Linked DNA regions of Xenopus tropicalis: region 2 is linked to region 1. A link is a contact called in public Hi-C data. All regions are on one chromosome and are shown on one strand. The core of a region is the stretch at or near the end of the contact, and the rest is flanking DNA. Distances in the headings are between cores, read along the strand shown. Region 1 has its middle 28 kb from the start of hmx1. Region 2 holds the start of cpz (carboxypeptidase Z).

The links. A called contact is a pair of places that touch in the nucleus more often than the background predicts.
Region 2: a contact with region 1 is called in a Hi-C map of neurula embryo, with 2.5 times the contacts expected there. The contact joins the promoter of cpz here to the enhancer-like site in region 1. A contact is called at or near these places in 4 of 5 Hi-C or Micro-C datasets (brain, gastrula embryo, neurula embryo and 1 more).

The regions. Positions count from the first base shown.
Region 1 is chr1:23,520,086-23,525,602 of UCB_Xtro_10.0, forward strand. No RefSeq gene overlaps it. Among named protein-coding and RNA genes, the nearest start is that of hmx1, 28 kb to the right of the region's middle. Within about 2 kb of position 2,991, at least 1 of the 11 cell types and tissues checked has an H3K27ac peak or open chromatin away from gene starts, as enhancers often do. A contact at or near this core is called in neurula embryo, where this site is marked.
Region 2 is chr1:23,815,381-23,820,897 of UCB_Xtro_10.0, forward strand. cpz (carboxypeptidase Z) reads right to left here and starts at 3,448. Exons shown (of 9, transcript NM_001130361.1): 1 at 3,342-3,448; 2 at 1,824-2,039. The coding sequence starts at 3,426.

The DNA of each region.
Region 1 (5,517 bases), core at 1,741-4,240:
TTACTGTACTTCCTGCTGGAGCATAGGGCTCCCTTTACTGTACTTCCTGCTGGAGCATAGGGCTCCCTTTACTGTACTTCCTGCTAGAGCATAGGGCTCCCTTTACTGTACTTCCTGCTAGAGCATAGGGCTTCCCCTACTGTATTTCCTGTAAGAACATAGTGCTGTCTTTACTATACCTAAGCCTTTAAAGCTGTCCCCAGCAGTTTCTTTCTGTACGTCCTGTTAGAGCACAGCACTCCCTTTACTGTACTTCCTGCTAGAGCATAGGGCTCCCTTTACTGTACTTCCTGCTAGAGCATAGGGCTCCCTTTACTGTACTTCCTGCTAGAGCATAGGGCTCCCTTTACTGTACTTCCCGCTAGAGCGTAGGGCTTCCTCTACTGTATTTCCTGTAAGAACATAGTGCTGTCTTTACTATACCTAAGCCTTTAAAGCTGTCCCCAGCAGTTTCTTTCTGTACTTCCTGTTAGAGCACAGCACTCCCTTTACTGTACTTCCTGCTAGAGTGTAGGGCTTCCCCTACTGTATTTCCTGTAAGAACATAGTGCTGCCTTTACTATACTTACTATATGGCTTACTTTATTGTACTTCCTGTGAGAACATAGTGCTTCCTTTACAGAACTTCCAGCTAGAACAGGGTTCCTCCTTTACTGTACTGCTGGAGCGTAGCATTTCCTTTTTGCACTCCCTGCTAGAGCTCAACCTTTACTGTACTTCCTGCAAGATCACATTACATCGAACCTTTTATTAGGACATATATACAATGCAAACAGATAAGCAAGGGCTAAAAGCAACAAAACTGTATTTAGCGCTATTAGACGTCAGCCTTTATTGATGCTAACTTTACACTTTGTACTGTTTATACAATACATATAACTATTATAAAATAATGAATATACGACGGGACAGCTGTAGTGAGTAGAAAACATATTGGCTGAGTATCAGAATGCTTTTGATATAACAGAAAGAAAAGGAAGGAAACATGATTTCATTCCCCAGTTGTGACGTGTAGGAAGGACTGGAGTTGCTGTTGTCGCGTTACTTTCAGAACTATTCACTCAGCATTATGTTTTCTATTTGCCAATAAATAAATATTGCGCTCACATCTGCTTTGGGTAACTGCTAATAAGAATCATATTTTGCCTTCGCCGCCCGTAATAGGAAGAATGCATTATCTCAGCGGTGCCCTTGACCACTAAAACTCTTGAAGTTGAGCGTCCAAAGCCCAAAGCCCTGCGCTTCCATTTCCATTCCGCGCCTCCCGTTGAAAAATGAAAATATTTATTGATGTTTTTTTAGGTGTGCTGTCACATTAAAGGCAATCGCTGGATAAGGTTATTAAACACAGGCTTTATCCAATCAGACATCTTACCTGAGTATCTGAAACATCAGTTCCCACAGGAAATGTACAATAGAGGCTTTGCTTATACAATTTAATCCAGTTTGGAAATTTTGAATTGGCTTTTGAAAGTGATGTTTTGTTTTAAATGTATGAAAGATATGATTAATGGCTATATTATACTGCCAGGTACTCAATAAGCAGATGCCTCCTATAGCCAAATTCCATTGTATAAATACACTGCAACTGCATTCTGAATTATGCTATAGCTATGCAAAGAGTAGCTAGTAAATAACTATGGTGGAGGACCCCAATTATTAACCCATCGGTAACTCAGGCCCCCAGGGCAGTAGACCCTGCCAACAAAGTAGCATGGCACCCACAAAAAAAATGATCATGTCCTCATAGTCATACCTTGATCTAGTCTGGCCACAACCCACTATGTAAACACTGGCCCTTTATCCACCCAAGCTATGCTTTCTTCCCTGCAATCCCCCCCCCTTATTGACAGTGTTTATTGGGGCCCCACTCTGCCACTGTCCACCTGATTGGAATACACCCTGATGGTGACTATGGTACACCATTTAAAGGCTGGTTGTATAGGGCAATATTTATAACCCTGATTGTATATGGGGGTTGACCAATGGGTTTACCATGGCATGTTAGGGTTGAAATTGGGGTGACCATTTCGGGTTTGCGTTGGGTGTGGGTCATTATGGGTAAGTACACTCTTTCTCTGCTCCTGAAGTTCTCATAAGGCACATACAATGTGGAAAGATGCGGGTACGGGTTGGGTGCTACAATGGCAATATTTTGTGGGTTATTAAACTGGGTGTTAAACTGACCTGTGCACCCCCTCCTGTCTTGTAGGACCCTTATTTGTCCCATTTTGTGAAACCTGGAGATCATGGAACCCATATAAACAGAAGGGATATCTCCAAACCCCATGATTATTAGATCTTCTTAACCCTATTTAGTTGTTAGCCTTTAGTTATAATATGGCATTATATTTAGAATACAGTTAACAAGTTATTCTGCGCTGCCATATTACATCAGCATGACTATTCTCACTGCTATTGCCCTCCCAATGAGCATAAAGAGATTACATTATCTGTTCCAAGGAAAGCATTGTGGCAGCTCTTATTCTTATGTACTTATCATGTACTTATTATGCACAAAAAGCAACGTGTTTCCTATTTTAAAGGGACATAAGAACAGTTTATATTTACAGGTTATTATTTTTGTGGATAATATCAATATATATACTTAGACTGTAAGCTCTATGGGGCAGGGACCTCCTTCCTACAGTGTCTCATACCACATGGCACTTATTCCCTGTGTATTTATACTTATTTATTGTATTTATTATAACACTTGTCCTCCCTGTGTGTAATTGTGTATATTGTAAGATTGTATGCTGCGTACCCTTGTGGCGCTTTATAAATAAAGTTATACATACATACATATAGTGCATCAAATGCCAGTGCTTAGGGCAAATGCACTCCTACCCAACCCTAGTGACCTGCAGTTCAGCAAAGGCTGGGGAGATGGAGGCTGCAGATCCCTAATCCAAGCAATACCTACAACCCACACACTAGTGAGTCAGAACCTGCTGATTGTACTCCCCTAATTAGCGCACACATGAACTGCACTCTATTCAGGAATCTGCTGCCCCCCCAGACAGAGACAGGCTAATCCCACTCTAATTCCCTCCCAGAACAGCTTCGGTCAAGTGATTTGTGCTTTCTGACAAGGTCAAACTGCCGTTAAGAAAGGTTAAACAAACGGACCTTCTAAGCTTTTAATAGGGCACAAAGCTTTGTAATATGAAGCTTTAGGCTTGGCTGCCCTACAGCTGATTCTGGGAGTTGTAGTTCTGTAATATATACAACCCTGTTGATTGGACAGATCCTATCACAAGCATGTCCTGCTTCTATTTTAATTATGTTGATCTATAAGGCGAGACCCCTTCCAGAGCCCTGTGCAAACAGTGTGCATATGTATGGTATGTTTTTTATACCAGATTAAAAGTTTAACTTCCCCTTTAATTGAAAATAGCCCACTTACACTCGCTTTATCTCAGGATTGCAATACGTTTGTTGGTTGTTGAGATATAAAGGGCAGACTCCCTTAGCACAGGAGATGGGTATCTGTGGGCCTGCGAGGCTGCATCGCTTTCAAGTTGAACTCTATCCCAGCGTTCCTAATCCTGTCTCGGCTCATTCTGTCAGCTGGTCAGTCACTTGTAAACTTTATAACAGCAAAACACTTTAGTCCTAGAATGATGGGATTGCTCTTCATGGCCCATTATGCAGGCATGTATCTGACCTGGACTGGCAGTCTGTGGGTTCTGGCAAATGCCAGAGGGGCTGCTGTAAGATGCCATAGACAGTCACTATTTATTGGGCTGGTGGGGGGGGGCTGTTTGGGTTTCTGGGTACTTGAAATGCCAGGGCCTATTTTTAAGTCCCAGTCCAGACCTGATTGGACCCAATGAGAAACACAACGGACCATTTACAGACTCCAGAGTAGTGTTGGCTCCAAAGATGACCACCCCCAACTATTCACTCAGTTCACACATATGCGGCCCCCCAACAACCACCCCCAGGAGACTGCTCAACACACCATTTGCCACCAAACCCCCTACCATCCTAAAGGCAATATTGTTACTCACTACCTGTAACCCACTGATCTGCTGCCCTACCGATTTCCTACACATTAAATTGACTTACACCTAATGAATTGCGGGATTTGTACCTCCACCGACGCAAACAACACACAAATGCAACCATAGTACAAGTTACATAGTTATATAGCCAAGGTGGGTTGAAAAAAGATCAAAGTCCATCAAGTTCAACCCTTCCAGCGCACACAGTTGGCGACAGTAGGGAAAGACACAGTGGGACAGGCTGTTGACCGATAGACAAGACAGCAACAATAGGTAGGGACAAGATTAAGACATTAGGACCTTATGTCAGTGTTGCCCTCAGGACCATCATTAGGAATCATGGGGCCCCATACTACAAGTTACTACAAGTTAGTAGGGCCATCTTACCCATGGAACCATAATTATTAACCCATTTGTCCCCTGCGCAGGGGCCCTGCCAACAAGTAGAATAGAGTCCAATGAGAAAATAACCCATATATGTACAACATGAATATAGTCACTCATTATAGTCCCTTATATTGTATGGATCAGCTAATAACTATCTACAGACTGGTATAGTTGGCAATGAATTCTGGGAGTTGTAGTTGAACAGCACATAAGCCATAGGTTACCGACCTCTGGCCTCACATTTCCTTTGTACCTTTAGGGGATCTGACACTGACAATCTCAGTACAAAATGGTTTGAAACAAACACAGGAGAAAATCCCCACATCTGTTATCACTTTCAGACTAATTCACATCGGCCTAATGGCTTTATTGTTAATAAGGATTTTAGTTTTGTATGGTATTATATAGTTTATTTAGTTATATATCTATTTTTCATCTATAGATGATAGATAGATAGATAGACAGACAGACAGATAGATAAAGAAAAGATAGACAGTATATTTAACTATACAGCACCGTGTATGCAAACAGTTCTATAGAAATAATACATATATATAAGCATTGCATGCTTACTGAAATGAAATCACCTCGCAGTTCTATCCAATTTGCTGGAGAAGTGGCACCCCCGGCCTCCCTGTCTGTACAGATTACGTGACCCTATAATCAGTGAAGTGCTGAATGGGCCAGGAAGACTTTGAAGACAAATGCTTGGCTGGCACCAATACAAGCCCTGGGGCTGAGTGTTACTCGCTAGTGTAACCACTACTATCTCTCTCTCTAGGGAACACAATGCTGGCAGCAAGGAGAAAACTCCCAGTCACCCTCTAGGCTCAGCCTCTGTATCCCATCATACCTCCCATCAGTTAGGTTAATCTTGGAAATGCATTAAGTTGCCTTACAACTAGTGAAGAGTGAATTTGTCCCATTTCGTTTCGCCAGGGTCGGACTGGGCCGCTGGGACACCGGGAAAAATCCCGGTGGGCCCCGGCGGCCCAGACCCGACCCTTGCCAGCGCTCCCCCTCCCGAACGCTCCTCCCCTGACGCATCAAATTTATGCGCTCGGGGGAGGACGTCGGGTGGGGGCCCTGCGAGGGGGGTTAGGGGGGCCCCTGGGGGGGT
Region 2 (5,517 bases), core at 2,198-4,697, 300 kb after region 1:
AAGGAATTCTACACAGAGAAAAGGAATGGAACTCCAAAAAAACAAATTTTCTTATACATTTTGTGTGCTCATTCTATGGAGGATTTTGCAGAGAAGGTTCACTTCAGCGTTTAGAATTTCTGAACACTCAGAGACTGCCCGAGGGCTTTGCTCCTACCCCCAGGCCTCTGACCCAATGCTACTCTTCAAGTGACATTACCTTTCCATCAGGAATTGTTCTGAGCTGCAAACAGAGAGAGAATGAAGGCACAGAAGCTTGATCCCTGCCTACTCAGGTGACTCTCAGGAACTACCAGAAATAAACACAGGAATTCGTATTTCCCATGATCATCATTAGGCAAGATGAAGAGCCCCCTGGAACGCTAAGGGCAGTAAGTGTCCTCAGAAATATCAGAAGTTAACAGAAAGAAAAGAAAAGGAGTTGAGAGAATGAACAGTGTTTAAGTGGTGTATGAAATCATTAAAGGGGAACTCAGGCTTCCAAACCAATAGCTGTATAAGACCCCCACACAGCACAGAGGCCCCTCATATACATATCACTGTAATCTGTTCCTTCAAAAAGTATGAATAAATACATTTGTATATACTGAAATCCTGGCAGGGGAGGAGGGACTAAAACATTGATATTACCAATTGTAACAGCTTCTCCACAGCTTACAGACAGCATGCAGGAACTGCATAACCCACAATGCATTGCACTGTGATGTTCCTTTCCTTATTGACATCACATGTGCAGGGAATTGTGGGATTGGGAGGATGCAGGCTGAAGGCAGGCTGAGGACAGGTGGCTACCGTTACAGTTTATCTGAGTCACAAAGTAGTCAGCCAGATCAGCAGGGGAACAGGGGGCGGGGCTTAGGGAACTGTTCCAAACCATATTATTACATAAAAAATCATGAAAAGGCTGCATATTTTTTAATTGATGTATATTGCAAAGTTGCGTTATGTTTACTTTTCAAAATGCTTAAGTTGCTGTTGGGTGGAGTTTCCCTTTCATCTAGTTTCATGTAGTTCCATTTCCCCTCCCTTGACTGACATTACTTGAATACCAATGGACCTTCAATGAGAAATCACAACACGGCACTATCACACTGCTCCTCATAAATGTGTGAGTACCTGCAGGAACCCTACTGACAACTGCACAGATAAAAAACAAACAGCCATAGAGATATTGTTGGACTAGAGTTAAGAATAGCTAGGAGGGCTGCAAGGCAGTCTCTCCAAATGTCACGCTAACTGGCCTTTAGATTGGGCCCCCTCAATAACTGCCCCCGCCCCCCCCCAGAGGGTCTGTTCCTCAGTTTAGAGACCACTGATTTAATGGAATCATTTATTTAAGTAACTTTCTGAGAGTGTAAATAGTTACATGGACACTTGTCACCAACAAGGAACTGCGCTATAGCAATTTCCCAGTGTTGAGCATTGGTAAGTGGGGGGATATTATGTGACTATGGCAAACTGCCCTATGATATTACAGAGGGATGCTTTCCCTGCTTTTCAAATCATTCATCATGACTCCACAGCCCCCAAGTCCAACTTCTTTGTAAGGCTGAAGACACATGGAGCTACTAGTAGCAGCTACTTTTTCATGGCTACTAAAAAAGACAGTGCTGATCATTTACTGATAATTGTCTCTACATGTGTTTTAGCAGAGGCAATTCTCAGTATTGTCTATGGCAGGGTATTTTCTGGAGTTTAGTAGCCTTGAAAAAGTAGCTGCTACTAGTAGCCCAGTGTGTCTTCACCCTAAGACTTGACAGTTGCTGCAACCAAAACCCCCCCAAAAAATGTTTGGTCCTACATTGTATACAGTTGTCACTCACAAGCTTTATGTTGACCAGGTTGAGCTGAAAACTCAATCGCAAGAAGGTCTTTCCCTTCGTAACTGCGCCCAATGCTGTAGGTCTTTGAGATCTGGGAGCACCTGGCTGCTGTCTTCTTCAAAACACGGACCATGTCGGAGTAGCTATGGTGAATGAACTGGATGAAGGTACTGGGGGTTTCTGTGAGGAGATCCTCGGGGGTTATTTCTATATTGACTGAAACAAGGAAAAGCATTTGGTCAGAGAAACTGCATGTTTATGAGTATTATTACCCGAGAGCTACTCAGAGCTTATTAATCATTCCCATCAGTCCTTGACTTCTACCTAGAAGTGAGGCGTAAAGGAAAATATACTATAAATATATTGCCTAAAACAGCTCATATGTAAAACCCTGCTTTATCTAAATAAACCATTTTCATAAAAACATTTTTTTTAGTAGTATGTGCCATTGGGTAATCCTAAATAGAAAACTGCCATTTTAAGCACTAAGGGCCGCCCCCTGGAATCATAGGATTTATGATGCCCCTGAATAAACCAAGGCACACATACATGTTAGGCGGCATCAGCCAATGAAAGGACAAAGTTCTATCTTTGATTCCCCACACTACTTCCTGTTACAGTTAGAGCTGCATTATTTCCTGTCAGCTGATCTCTGAGGGAGCACACAGCCCATCACTAAATGGCGGCTCAAGGGAAAGGGCAATATTTACTGTGATTTATACTATGGTTCGTAAGATTCTTTTATAGGGTACTTAATGTGATATAAATTGCCTGTTGGTTAAGTTAAGTTGGTTCATCTCTTGTGCTGCTACAATACATAGGGATTTATTCACAATGCCCCACAGAGTGTGCAAAGAGAAGTGAAAAGGGCAACAATCAGCCATTTTTTCGTATTTTCAAATACAACTTTTTTAAGCTTTAAAAAGCACAATACAAAAAAATTGTATTTGATACAATTTTTTTGTATCGTGCTTTTTAAACGTACAAAAATCGTACTTTGATTGCAACAGTTTCTTATTACCTAACAGCATAGTGAGAGTTCCCTTTGAATACAGTGTAGTTATCAGAGCAGGTAACTAATGCACCAGTGACAAAGCTGCTGAGTATTTGCAGCACACTGGCCCCTGGCTAAAGCCAGACAGGTTATAACAAGCCGCAGGAAATAGTTCTGAGTCTCAGTATGTGTTTAGGCCATTGCCTCTTGCTGAAACTGTTGCCTCATTTACCCTGTTCTTATCTTCCAGATGTTCTAAAGCTGAGGGCTAAAAGGACTCCCCCAATGCTGAGACTTTAGACTCCTTACAAACTGACAACAAGAGAAAGGAAACTTTTCCTTATTTGATATTGTTTATATCCACCATAACCTGCCAGTCCCTACGCTCTGTACTGTTCAGCTTCCGGATATTAAATGGAATTAGGATTTCCAGAACTTGAATGTCTGATATTTATTTAGCGCAAAAAAAAAAGATTGAATATATAAAGGGGAAATGATTGCCTGTATCATTCATTCTTAATTACCTCTCAGTTTTTCCAGTGGGTCATGGCATCCCTCTTCCTCTCCCACAAAGAAACGTTCGCAGTCCAGAAAGTACGGCCAAGCCATGTCAATGGCATCGAAAGCAGGGAGACAATTCTTTTTGAGCGTCTCGCAGACCCTTCGGCATGGCTTCACCATCTTGTTTTTCTCGCAGCGGGGTGCAAGGACGGCGCAACCCACAATACGCAGGTCGGGATTGCATTCCCCTTGCAGCAAGTTATCAATGACGCTTAGTAGGATGTACTCAGCGCTGAATTCTATCTCGCCTCTTGACTGCTGATCTAGTGCATTGGGAAACATTGTCTTGCTGTACGGCAAGTCATTGCAATAGCCCAGTATGTTGTCCACACACGTTCCTGGAAACAGAGGAGAGATACTGAAAGTGAAACGCATTTTAAACTAATAGGAGAGTTGTCATATTGGGGTAGGGGGGACATTTCCCTAATCTGGTGGCTTAATAGGAATCCTGATGTTATGGAATGGTGAAGCAGATGGACTCCAGAAACCTAAAGAGCTTCTAGTGTTTAGTAATGATTTTTTAGCAGACTTAAGGTGCGGAGATCCAAATTACAGAAAGACCCCTTATCCGGAAAACCCCAGGTCCCAAGCATTCTGGATAATGGGTCCAATACCTGTACTGTGTATGGGGGCACTTTCTATTGGGGGCACTGTGTGTGGGGGCTACTGTAATAATGAATAATATAAATAAGTCTTTAATTATTAATTAAATATTACTATTTAAGACCTCTCCTATAAATATATCCATCTCTCATGCAAACCATTCCCTGGTTGCTAAGATAATTTGAAGAAAAAAAAGACCAACTGCAAATTGTCTCTTATCATACTAAAAGTGACCGCAAAGGTAAAGAAGACCTTTAAGAAAAGAGAAAGTATGAGCCCTGCAACCCCAGGGAAGACCACTAGAGGTTCCCATAGGGGCGCCTCTTTAGTGAAATATGATTTATTAGAAAGAAAAATTCATCTTTTTTCAATAAACCAGGAACAACAAAGGATTAATATATCACAGATCCTAAATTGCACAAGTGCGGTCGCCAACAGCAACAAATCTGCAATTAGCTACAGGTTATGGCCGACTCCACCTTGAGCAACGTTGCACCTCTGATTGTATTTATCCCATTATTACCTGGCAGCCTCTCCTTGTTTCCCACAATATCCATAACTTTCCAGATAGCTTCCTTCTGCTGATGCCTTTGCCTATTCAATCATTTATCTGACTAACGCTTGTCTCCATTCTTATCTTACCCTGAAATTATTTCTGACAAATTCTAAATCCCAGTCAGTGATTTGCCTCAAATATGACTCTGCCAGAAGGATCCTTAAGCCCTGGGTTCATTATTTTGCACTTAGCAGCATTACATATGAAAATGCAGACCCTTAATCATTCCCCTAGTTCAGGGATCCCCAACCTTTAATACCTGTGAGCCACATTCAAATGAAAAAAGTTTTGTAGAGCAACACAAGCATAAAAAATGTTCCTGGAAGTGCCAATAAGAGCTATAATTGGCTATTAGGCAGCCCCTATGTTGAATGGCAGCCTACAGAAGCTCTGTTGGCAATTACACTGGGTTTTTATGCAACCAAATCTTGCCTCCTAACCAGAAATTCAAAATTAAGCCCCTGCTTTGAGACCACAGGGAGCAACTTCCAAAGGGTTGGGGAGCAACATGTTGCTCCTGAGTCACTGGTTGGGGATCACTGCCCTAGTGATATTCTATGCACTGGAATGTCGAACCTTGTGCAACTTTATAAATAGGCTTCACCTTCCATGCAGTCCATATACAGTGTCCCTAATAATATTAAATAAATACACAGCAATTTACTTGGTTATGTTCCCAGCCAGGGTTGGACTGGGCCAGGGGGACACAAGGAAAAAACCTGGTGGGCCCCACAGCAATAATCTGTAGTTTTTAATTAATAATGCCCTCCTCTAATCCAGGGTTAGGGGCATCTGCTGTACTCCTTGCAGAAGTGAATACACACTGTATTACAGCAATGGCGTTAATCATATCAGTACTACAGGATGCTGCATTTGACATAAACTACACTTTTAAATTAAAGGGGTGGTTCACCTTCCTCATAAAAAAGTACGTTTTGCTTTCTCTGAACTAAAAAAACACTTTTGCAATATACATTATT